2 separate regions of the Hordeum vulgare genome follow, and region 1 is linked to region 2. The links are chromatin contacts, called in public Hi-C maps. All regions are on one chromosome and are shown on one strand. The core of a region is the stretch at or near the end of the contact, and the rest is flanking DNA. Distances in the headings are between cores, read along the strand shown. Region 1 holds the start of LOC123417211 (pathogen-associated molecular patterns-induced protein A70-like). Region 2 has its middle 130 kb from the start of LOC123417185.

Region 1 (4,392 bases), core at 1,290-3,789, 150 kb after region 2:
ATATTTTGTTCATTTGAATCGATCCGTCCGTTCTCCTTCACAAATGGATTAGCTGTGTGTCCAACGAGATGACTTGCTTTTCGTTCGTGCACATATAATTTTTAACATTAAATTGGTCCGCGATCACAGGTTATGCCAGATGTCATACCAGCTTCGAGAGTTTACATTGACCATATGCGAGCGGTCGGAATACATATGCCAGCCTACAAAAAATACACAATTTTTCAGCTGTGCGTATTTGCCAGCGGGTCGACACACATGTCAGCACACAGAATGAGAATGTAGTTCGACCACGTCATCTCGACCGTGGTCATGCCCACACACCGCGGCATGGATCAGTCTTCTTTGTGGTTGAACATGCCGGCCTTCATCTTTCGAATCAAGACTGTTTCCTTTGAGAGACCGTGCTCAAATCGGCCTTCATGATCTCGACCCCCTTCATCATGCAAGCTAGCCGGACTTCTCTTACTTTGGTGGCTGCTTTAATGGCCTTGATCTCTAGCATCTTCGCTTGCTTTTCCGTCTCTAACGCGAGCTTCTTGTTTTGTATCTTCATGAAAGCCCTAATTTGCTCATCCTTATCTTGTCGATGCTTCTTCTTCCTTGAGTCTTTGTTCGCGATCATGCCTTGCAAAGTAGCTTGCAAGACAAGGGACGTCGCCTCACGCATGTCCTTTTTCTTGAAGTTGGTCTACCCACGCGACCGCGACTTCCGACCCTCACCATGCTCTTCAAGGGCTTCCTTTCCTCCACGCGCCTTGACGACAGCATATTGTGCTTTGAACTTTTCTTCTTCATTGATGATCATCCAACAAGGAGTGAGGTGAAAGACTTGCCTTATAGTGGACCTTCAATGCTTTCAAAGCTTGGAAGACCTACAAATGAGCAAGCATGTCAACATACCAAAGTAGGCAAGATACAGGACAATCAATATAAAAAAGCATGTCGGCTTACTATGTCTTTCATGTCGATGCCGCTCACGGGACAGGCCTCGATGCTCTTAAGAGTTAATAGTGGAACAAAACTTGTTGAACTTTTGTTGTATCATCCTCCAACGCTTGTCGAGAGAGACCCACCCACGCTTGCTCTTCATTCGGTATGGTTTAACCTTCTTGTGCTCGTGGAACTCGTGATGCACTATTTGCCAAAATGTCGAAGCCTTTTGCTCGGAACCTATCTTGGGGTCTTGACCAATGTCTCTCCAACAGTCACAAAGAAGTTTATCCTCATTTTGTGTGTATGCTTTGGTCCGCTTGCTCTTCAGCTTGTTATTCTTGGCATTGGCTTGGGCGGGGAGCTCATCGAACAAAGGCTCTCTATCAATGTCCACTTCATCATCCTCTTCATTAAAGGCCATAGTCTTTCGAGAACTTGTGATCAAGCGGAAAAGAGTTGCCCAAGCCGAGTTGGTCCTCCATAAGGGGTCGGGAATGCCTTCACCAAACGAGTACACCATGCCATCTTGGCTTTGCATCTCATCGGGATCGTAAGGGATGCCACGGCCACCACCTTTGAAGATGAGGCCCTCCATGAGCACGCGGTTGGCCTCGTCTTTCGCAGTCGGCATTCCGTCGAACAGGTCGCGGGCGTTCTCCATGGCGTCGGCGGCGAGCTCACGAGGCCGTTTTCACGCACCCCCGGAGGACAATCCACCGCCCACAAGCACAACATTGAGGTCGATGCCCGCGGGTGCTGGAGTGCCAGGTGCGATCACGCTCATCTAGGGTGAACCGGAGCCTGTAGTGTAGGACAGGACAGGAGGTCTGCGGGTGGCGCCGCTGAAAGCCGTGCGTCGCCGGCGTGGAGGACATGCGCAGCGAGTCCGGAAGTTGGTGACGAAGGGGCTACGAGCCGGTGCTAGACGTGGCCGCAATGGCAGCAACAAGCCCGTGCTGCTTGGGTTTAACCCTAGCATCAGCAGGGTTTGCTTCGTAGCGTCGCGGACGAGCTGACTGTTCTTCATGATGTTGGCCTCTTCCTCCAAGGCGACGGTGAGGGATGACGCGGCCGCGACCTCGTTCCTGGCTTTTTGCAGATGCCGGCGGCTCTTCCTCCTCAACGATTGTCCGACGCGCTCCTCGGGCGTGAGGACCTTCTTCTTCTTGGCCGGCGCCGGACCTTTTCGCTTGCCGCGGCTCCCGGCGTCGAGGGTCGGCGCGTCGTCGTCCAGGGCGCGCGGGGAGAGGTGGGCGAGAAATTTTTGGTGGAAATGATGGCTCTGTGCCACCGACGAGAGGGTGAGGGGGAGGAGAAGGGCGGGCGTCGCGTGTACGTCTTTTGTACGCGTGGACGCAAATTCATTTCAATTTTAAACTTGGAGTAGACACAAAATGAATGAAAAGCGTAGATGCGTCTATTTAATCGACGTGTTGGTTTGTGTTTTCCGTTCGCGACGATCTGAACGAATACGGGTCGACGAAATGGGTCGCGTGGTTGGTTGGAGTTAGCTCTCATGAGTCGGGAGCCGGCCGGTGGGTGGAGGAAAACTTGGCTTGGCTGCATGCACACGACGGCAGCGAAATCTGCCGGCAATTGCGTGCGGAGCGTGAGTGAGATGCCGCGTCCGTGTGGCCCGCCCACAGATGCCATGCAGGCAGGGGGGCGGCCAGTCCGCCCGCGATCCCGGCGGGTCGGCACTCGGCACTTGGATTCCCACGTTTTCCACCCGCCAAGTCAGCGCCCCGATCCCCAGCCACCACCACCATACTACCATTTAATCGCTTGCCCACCACCACCGCTTCTAGTTGTAGGACTCCCCGCAACCCAACCCCATCATCCAGCGCCAATCCACCCCGGCCACCACCTCCCCCTCGATCCCCACATCCTGCTCTCCAACCGCGCGCCCTCCTCCCTCCCTCCCTGCCAGCCGGTGCACATGGACGGCGCGGCGGCCGCGGCGCTCGGCGCGTGGGAGGCCGTGCGGGGCTTCTTCACGCCGGCCACGCTCTTCCTCACCGTCAACCTCGTCATCGGCACCATCCTGCTCACCTCCCGCTCCCACCAGCGCCGCCGCCAGGGCGGCCACGACGCCGACGACGCGCGCCGCCACGACCACCACCAGCAAGAACAACAACGGTTCCAACACGTGGAGCCGCAGCAGCAGCAGCATCAGGAGGATCTGTACTACCGCGACCAGCAGCAACAGCAGCAGCAGTACGTGCCCCCGCCGCCGGCGCCGCTCGCGCGCACCTCGTCGGTGCTCGACCGCCTCCGCTCCATCGGCCTATACCGCTTCCGCTCGGGCGACTTCCCGCCCGAGTACGGTGCTGGGGCCGACTCGCGGGACGTGACGGTCTCTCCTGAACCGGCGCCGACGGTCGGAGATGCTCACCACGCCAGGAGCCGGTCGGAGCCCCCGGCGCGGGAGGAGGCGAGGCGGGCGCCGCCGTCCAGGATGAAGAGGTCGAGCTCCGAGGCGAGGAGGGCCGAGGTGACCCCGGCGCCGGCGGCTCGGGTGGTCCAGGCAGCCGTGCTGGAGGAGGACGACGACGACCTCGTGGAGCACGCGAGGGCGGACAACGAGTTCATCGACAGCAACAGCTTCGCGACACCGCCGCCGCAGCAGGCAGAGGAGGAGGAGCAGCACTACCGCGAGGAGTACGTGCCTCCATACAGGCCGGCGCCGCTCGCGCGCGCGCCGTCCGTCCTGGAGCGCCTCCGCTCCTTCAGCCTCTACCGCTTCCGCTCCGGCGACCTGGCCCCCGAGCTGGCCGCCTCGCAAGACCACGCCGTGTCCGCCGTCGCGGCGGCAGACGAGAAGAAGACGCAGACGACGCAGTACGGCAGGAGCCGGTCGGAGCCGGCGCGGGAGCAGAGCAAGAAGGGCAAGAAGCCGGCGGCGAAGATGGGCAAGTCGAGCACGGAGGCGAGGATGCTGCCGCCGCCGCCGCCGCCGCCGATGGAGGAGGCCGTGGAGGAGGGCGGCGTGGACGCGCGGGCGGACGACTTCATCAACAGCTTCCGGAAGCAGCTGCAGCTGCAGCGGCTCAACTCGCTGCTCAACTACAAGGAGATGCTCAACCGCGGCGCCTAGTAGCAGAGCAGCCCGCCGGAGAAGACAAGAAAGATTGCACCGTGCTGCCGATGCTTAGCGATTGATTAGCGGATTATTAACTACATACATTTCCCTGCCTGTGATTAGAGTGTGTGCTAGTAATACTGTGGCGCTGATTAAACGGTTAATTGCTCGAGCATTTTTTTTGTTCGATCTCGCTGTCTACTATCTGTCTCGGTTGTGTTCCAAATGGCATCATGCAACATGTAGCTGAGTAGGCGTTGATGAAGATGAACAGTGAGTGGTGATGCTGCCGAACGTGCGTTGCTGGTGCGGGGTGGTTTGTGCGTCCCGATCTCTCTCGCCTTCGCTCGCTTGATCTTTTGCTGTCAGCTTCC
Region 2 (4,807 bases), core at 65-2,564:
TGCATTAACAATATCTTGATCTCTCTTTTGCAATGATTGAGACAATTCATTAGTGTGGCCAAGAATGACGAGCATCACATGAAGATTGAAAACAAAGTCATATGACTCCAAGGCAAAAGTCATTGCACGTATTCTTATCCACTCACCACTCCAAGGCAAAAGTCATTGCACGTGAAGAGCGACGGCGGCTTAGCGGGGCGAGCGGCGAGAGGAGGGGAGCAGCGCGAGGAGGAGACCAGTAGAGGTGAGAGGGGAGAGGAGCGGCAAGAGTCGCCGGAGCTGTGGCGGCTGGGGACTGCTGCTGGGGGGAAGGGGGCGCGGGAGGTAGAGACGAGACGAGGCAGAGACGAGAACCCTAGATGGGCAGTGTCGGCTGGGCCTTGGACAGTTTTTTGGGCTAAATTAGTACTACATGTTAAAAAAATCAAATTCTAGGTGGGCCACGGCCCACCGTGCCTATACGCTCCATCCGAGAGTGAGTGCTATTACCCTCATCCTTTTGGTTTGCAAAGCTGAAAGGATGAAAACAGTTGAAAGAGATCATCTCGGATCACTTCCTGATCCTACGTACGTACCGTACGTATGAGTGTGTGTGATTCCCTTGCAGAAGACTTTGTCAGGTCAGTAATGAAATCGCTGTGTGTGCCATTCCCTTGCAAAAGACTTCGTCAGGTCAGTAATGAAACTGTTGTGTGTGTTCAAAACGCGTGGCTTTGGTATGACTAATTTGAACGCATGTGTGTTTCTGGCTAAAATAAACTACTTTCAGTTGCCTACCTGTTCCGTCCAGTTTTTCCTATTTGGTTTCATGGTTGTTTTGCGCGGGGTGATGATTTGTACTGCCCTGGGGGGGAACCATCAAGTACCAACTGGATGGACAAGATCATGGGGGCAACAAAAATGTAATTTACGCGAGGAAAACAAGTGTATCAATACCGACCGTATCTGATAATAACTCTGAATCCATCGCCTACTGCCTCCGCCCGCGCATCGAGACTAGAGAAGCAGCTCACCGTCGAGCCGGTCTGATAGTTATTTAGCGCCTGTTCGGCGGCTCTCCGCAGAGCTTTTAGCAGCTCCTGATTTATGCCACTCCGCTGCAGCACGGAATTGCGGAGCGAGTCCGAACGCGCCCTACTTTCCTTCTCTTTTTACCTCAGAGGCCGTCCGCCAAAGACGGTACATGGAACTCCCGTGAACATCCACGGACCGAACATTATCACGGCGGGCATCACGGAAGTGCCGTTCTCCGTCCACCCGTCATACGGGACCATCCCCGTATTTCCTCTGTTCTTCTTGCGTGTGGGCGTCAGTATTTTTTTCTGTCATCCATGACTGCTCACGCACCGCGTCGCTGTACTACCATTATTGGTCTACCTCTCCATTCTTAGCACAGCAAACAGGCCCTTGTTTTATTTCGCACGCCCAAAGACACTCCACTAAGGACACACACACACACACACAAAAAGACCAACAGAGTAAAGGTAACTATTGTGTTGTTTAAGGTCATCTTTTGGTACCTACAGTTTAAGGTCATCTTTTGGTCTCCACAGCCTCTATTTTTCTCAGTAACAGGTTTGTCAACGCCGCGCTTTGCTCTTCTATCTTACATGTAGTTTCGTATATGAACAGAACAAGAGTTCACAGCAACTTCAGACATGGTTGACGGTGGGCAGATTCAAGCGCGAGACTCGACTTCTTCCGAATCATCGGATGGACAGAAGTTTGGGTCCTTGCTACTATGATCGGAAGCAGAGCTTCCACTCCACGAATCCCACGAAGCCTCAGCAGCGGCAGCACCTTTCAGCCCAAAATACATGAGAAAAGATAACTCTGATAACTGAAGCGTTAGGTATAGGAGTAACTCAAATACCTGCCGCAAGGGAAGTCCCAGCAGTCAAATTTCGACGGCCCTCTGCTTCACTCTGCAGTCTCCCCTTCAAGCGATGGCCATTGTAGAGAAACTTTTTTCCATGCTCTTGTTCCCAGGTGCACACTTTCTCTGTAAAATGAGGTACATCTGCTGGCTCTGCATAAAACAGTGCTAATTCAGCATTTATGCAAACTGGTTGTAGGCATGCACAAAGGAGTTACGGAGTACTTTCTAAAGTTTTTACAGACTTGCACGCCAGCACATGCTAAGGTGGTTATACTTAGAAACCTATCCCATACCACGACTGAGTTGAGCATCAACAGTGTCTACAGGCAAGCTTGCCTGATAAGGGTGTGTAGTTTCAGTCGGATCTACACCGTAGTGATGCTAATATTTTGTGTGTGTGTGTGTTTGAGCTGGAGACTTGGTTATAAGTAAGACAGTGCTTTGTTCGCACAACACAAACAGTGAATCTATGGAATCGCATGAAAAATATGAATCTTTGGGTTTATAAATCATGATTAATAGTACTACTAAACACGTCAATCCTCCACCCAGGTTTTCATATTCTAGCAATTTACCTTCATATTTTGGAGCCTTTCCATCATTATATATCATCTCAGCCTGTGTACAGACATATCTTGTTTTGTCTGCAACTGACTTCTTCAAGAGCAATTCCAGCCTCGCTACCTCAAACTCAACCTACACCGAAGTTCAAATGTTATATTCCATGCAGAATTCCAGTAAACCATATATGCTTAAAGCAGACAAGATTGAGGCTGCATGGATGATTCTTCTAGATAAATACAACCTGAAAACTCTACCATACACGACTCCGCTGTACAACATCAGACACAGGTGGGTGAAGCTATATTTTCAAAGGAGGTTTTTTGTGCAAAGATGACAAGTATTCAGCGTAACGAGAGTGCCAACGGTATGTTAGAAGCCATATGTGCCACATGATAAACAGCGATTGCTGATACCATACCTTGAGAAGTACTAATTTGCCATCACGGAATTTTGTAGACCAAAGAAAATAGGTTTTGTGAGGTGGTACTAACCTTCTGCAGTATTTCAGGCGATAACGCTTTTGCTTCAACCACCTCATCTAGTGTTGCAGTGCAATTTCGCATCATAAAGGAGTAAGGCTTCTGTTTTAGGATAGTAACTCCCAAACTGTCCCACAGATCAATCAATCTTCCTTGTAATTCTTGAAGCTACAATTCCAAAAGTACAATATGTATCAGTTCTCACAATTTCAGCAATAAGCATTTCTTAGTGTAGGTCACACCAATGAAATACAATTCCCAAAGTACAATAAATTGGTACAGCAATGGAGATGCGAAACAAGTAGTGAGATACAAATGTTACGGGTATGGCTGGAAAGTTTAATTGCCAGATTCAAAATTTCCTATTAACCACACTCCCAATTTACTGCCCGGCGAGAACATCCCACTAACTTCCAGGTATACGCCCATCCATGTCTTGAGATTACAATTACATCACTAAATATAGCCCCAAAAAGTACATCACACACTTCCAGCAATGAGAAGAGACATAAGACTATCCCAACTAAAGAAGCAAATGAACCAAAATGTTTGAAACTCTACTAAGTTGTCAAGTGCAAACGTACAAGTGTATGAGCCATTAACAGCGATTATCATTTTCTTTACCCTTCCCTCCTTCCACCTCCAAAAGGATGATGCTAAAACAATCGGAGAAAACTACCGGGCCAAACTCCACGCACTCCAAACACAGACAAAACACGCGACGTTGTGGGGGTGTGAGCCGGTGCAGATTTTCTGACTTCTGGGGAGACGAAAGGGAGAGAGTGACGGGGCAGTTGGTTACGGCTGTCTGAGTGGTGGAATAGTTTTCCTGTCTTAGAAAATGTGGCAAATTGCCGCTCATTAGAGAAGCTGTTTAAGTTGGAACGAGATGTTCTTGCTATAATTTAAGTGATTTGAACTGTAAAGCTCTGTATGCACCAAAAATCCATTTGCTCACGCTGTTTAATCCTCCTGGAACCCAAGTACCGTCAACCATGAATAAATATTGCAATATCCGGGTCAACTGGATTACTTTCATGAGCTATAGTTTTTTGCTTCCTACAGATGGAATGTATCATGATGGAAATGGATCAGGTTATTGGATGTTATCTGGCCCTCCCATAAATTGGAAGATAAATTACCAAACATGGGAAATATTCAAACAAGATTCAGCGAAAGAACAAAGTAGAATTGAAAGCTTGCTAAAATGCTTTGCTAGGATCAAATTAATGAGAAGGGAGATACTGTTATTTGGCAGAAAAAGGCAAACTCAAATGCATGCCATAGTAAGAATGGTCATACTACCAGCTAGTTAATTGTACATGTGGGAAAACGAAATTCTCACTTACTTTTTTGAATCTTTGCTGCTTAAGTTCTTCTAGTTTAGGAATGGTAGATGATAGAAATGTTTCGAGCTGTTTCAAGCTTGCGGTCATCTATAAACAAAGAAAATCAGATGAAACACATATGCATTCACACAAAAAAATCGAGTTTTAACCCCCAAATACCTGAATATCTGATACTTTTTCAGGCTCCCCTAAAACATCACAGAGAGGGATGTATTTGTCTATTAGATCTGATATTTTCTTGATCAAAACTTGGCACCGGCCCCTCTCATGGGCAATAGTCTCTTGAAGGATGTCATTGCACCTGTTCACAAGATTATCAAATATAGTTGTTCTCTCAGCATATGATACACCATGAGTAGTCAAGGCACTACTCAGCTCCTTCGTATCAACCCTGATAAAGTTTCCATGGTCTTCAATGGTTCCTGCAAGGTAGATAAGTGTATCAATGGTTGATTACATTGCGGACAACACAAATTATAGTGTATACGCAAAAAAAGTACTCACAGAGCAAGAGACAGTGAAATCATAAAAATCCA

The links. Hi-C and Micro-C count contacts between places; a contact is called where the count stands out from the background.
Region 1: a Hi-C map of leaf shows a contact between it and region 2, with 5 times the contacts expected there. The contact joins the promoter of LOC123417211 here to the enhancer-like site in region 2. A contact is called at or near these places in 3 of 6 Hi-C or Micro-C datasets (leaf and seedling) and 1 of 1 datasets of contacts at active chromatin or transcription factors (embryo).

What each region holds. Positions count from the first base shown.
Region 1 is chr1H:486,234,450-486,238,841 of MorexV3_pseudomolecules_assembly, forward strand. It overlaps LOC123417211 (pathogen-associated molecular patterns-induced protein A70-like), which reads left to right and starts at 2,540. Exons shown (of 1, transcript XM_045106888.1): 1 at 2,540-4,283. The coding sequence starts at 2,555. The coding sequence ends at 4,033.
Region 2 is chr1H:486,084,692-486,089,498 of MorexV3_pseudomolecules_assembly, forward strand. No RefSeq gene overlaps it. Among protein-coding and RNA genes, the nearest start is that of LOC123417185, 130 kb to the left of the region's middle. Within about 2 kb of position 1,315, at least 1 of the 3 cell types and tissues checked has open chromatin away from gene starts, as enhancers often do. A contact at or near this core is called in leaf, where this site is marked.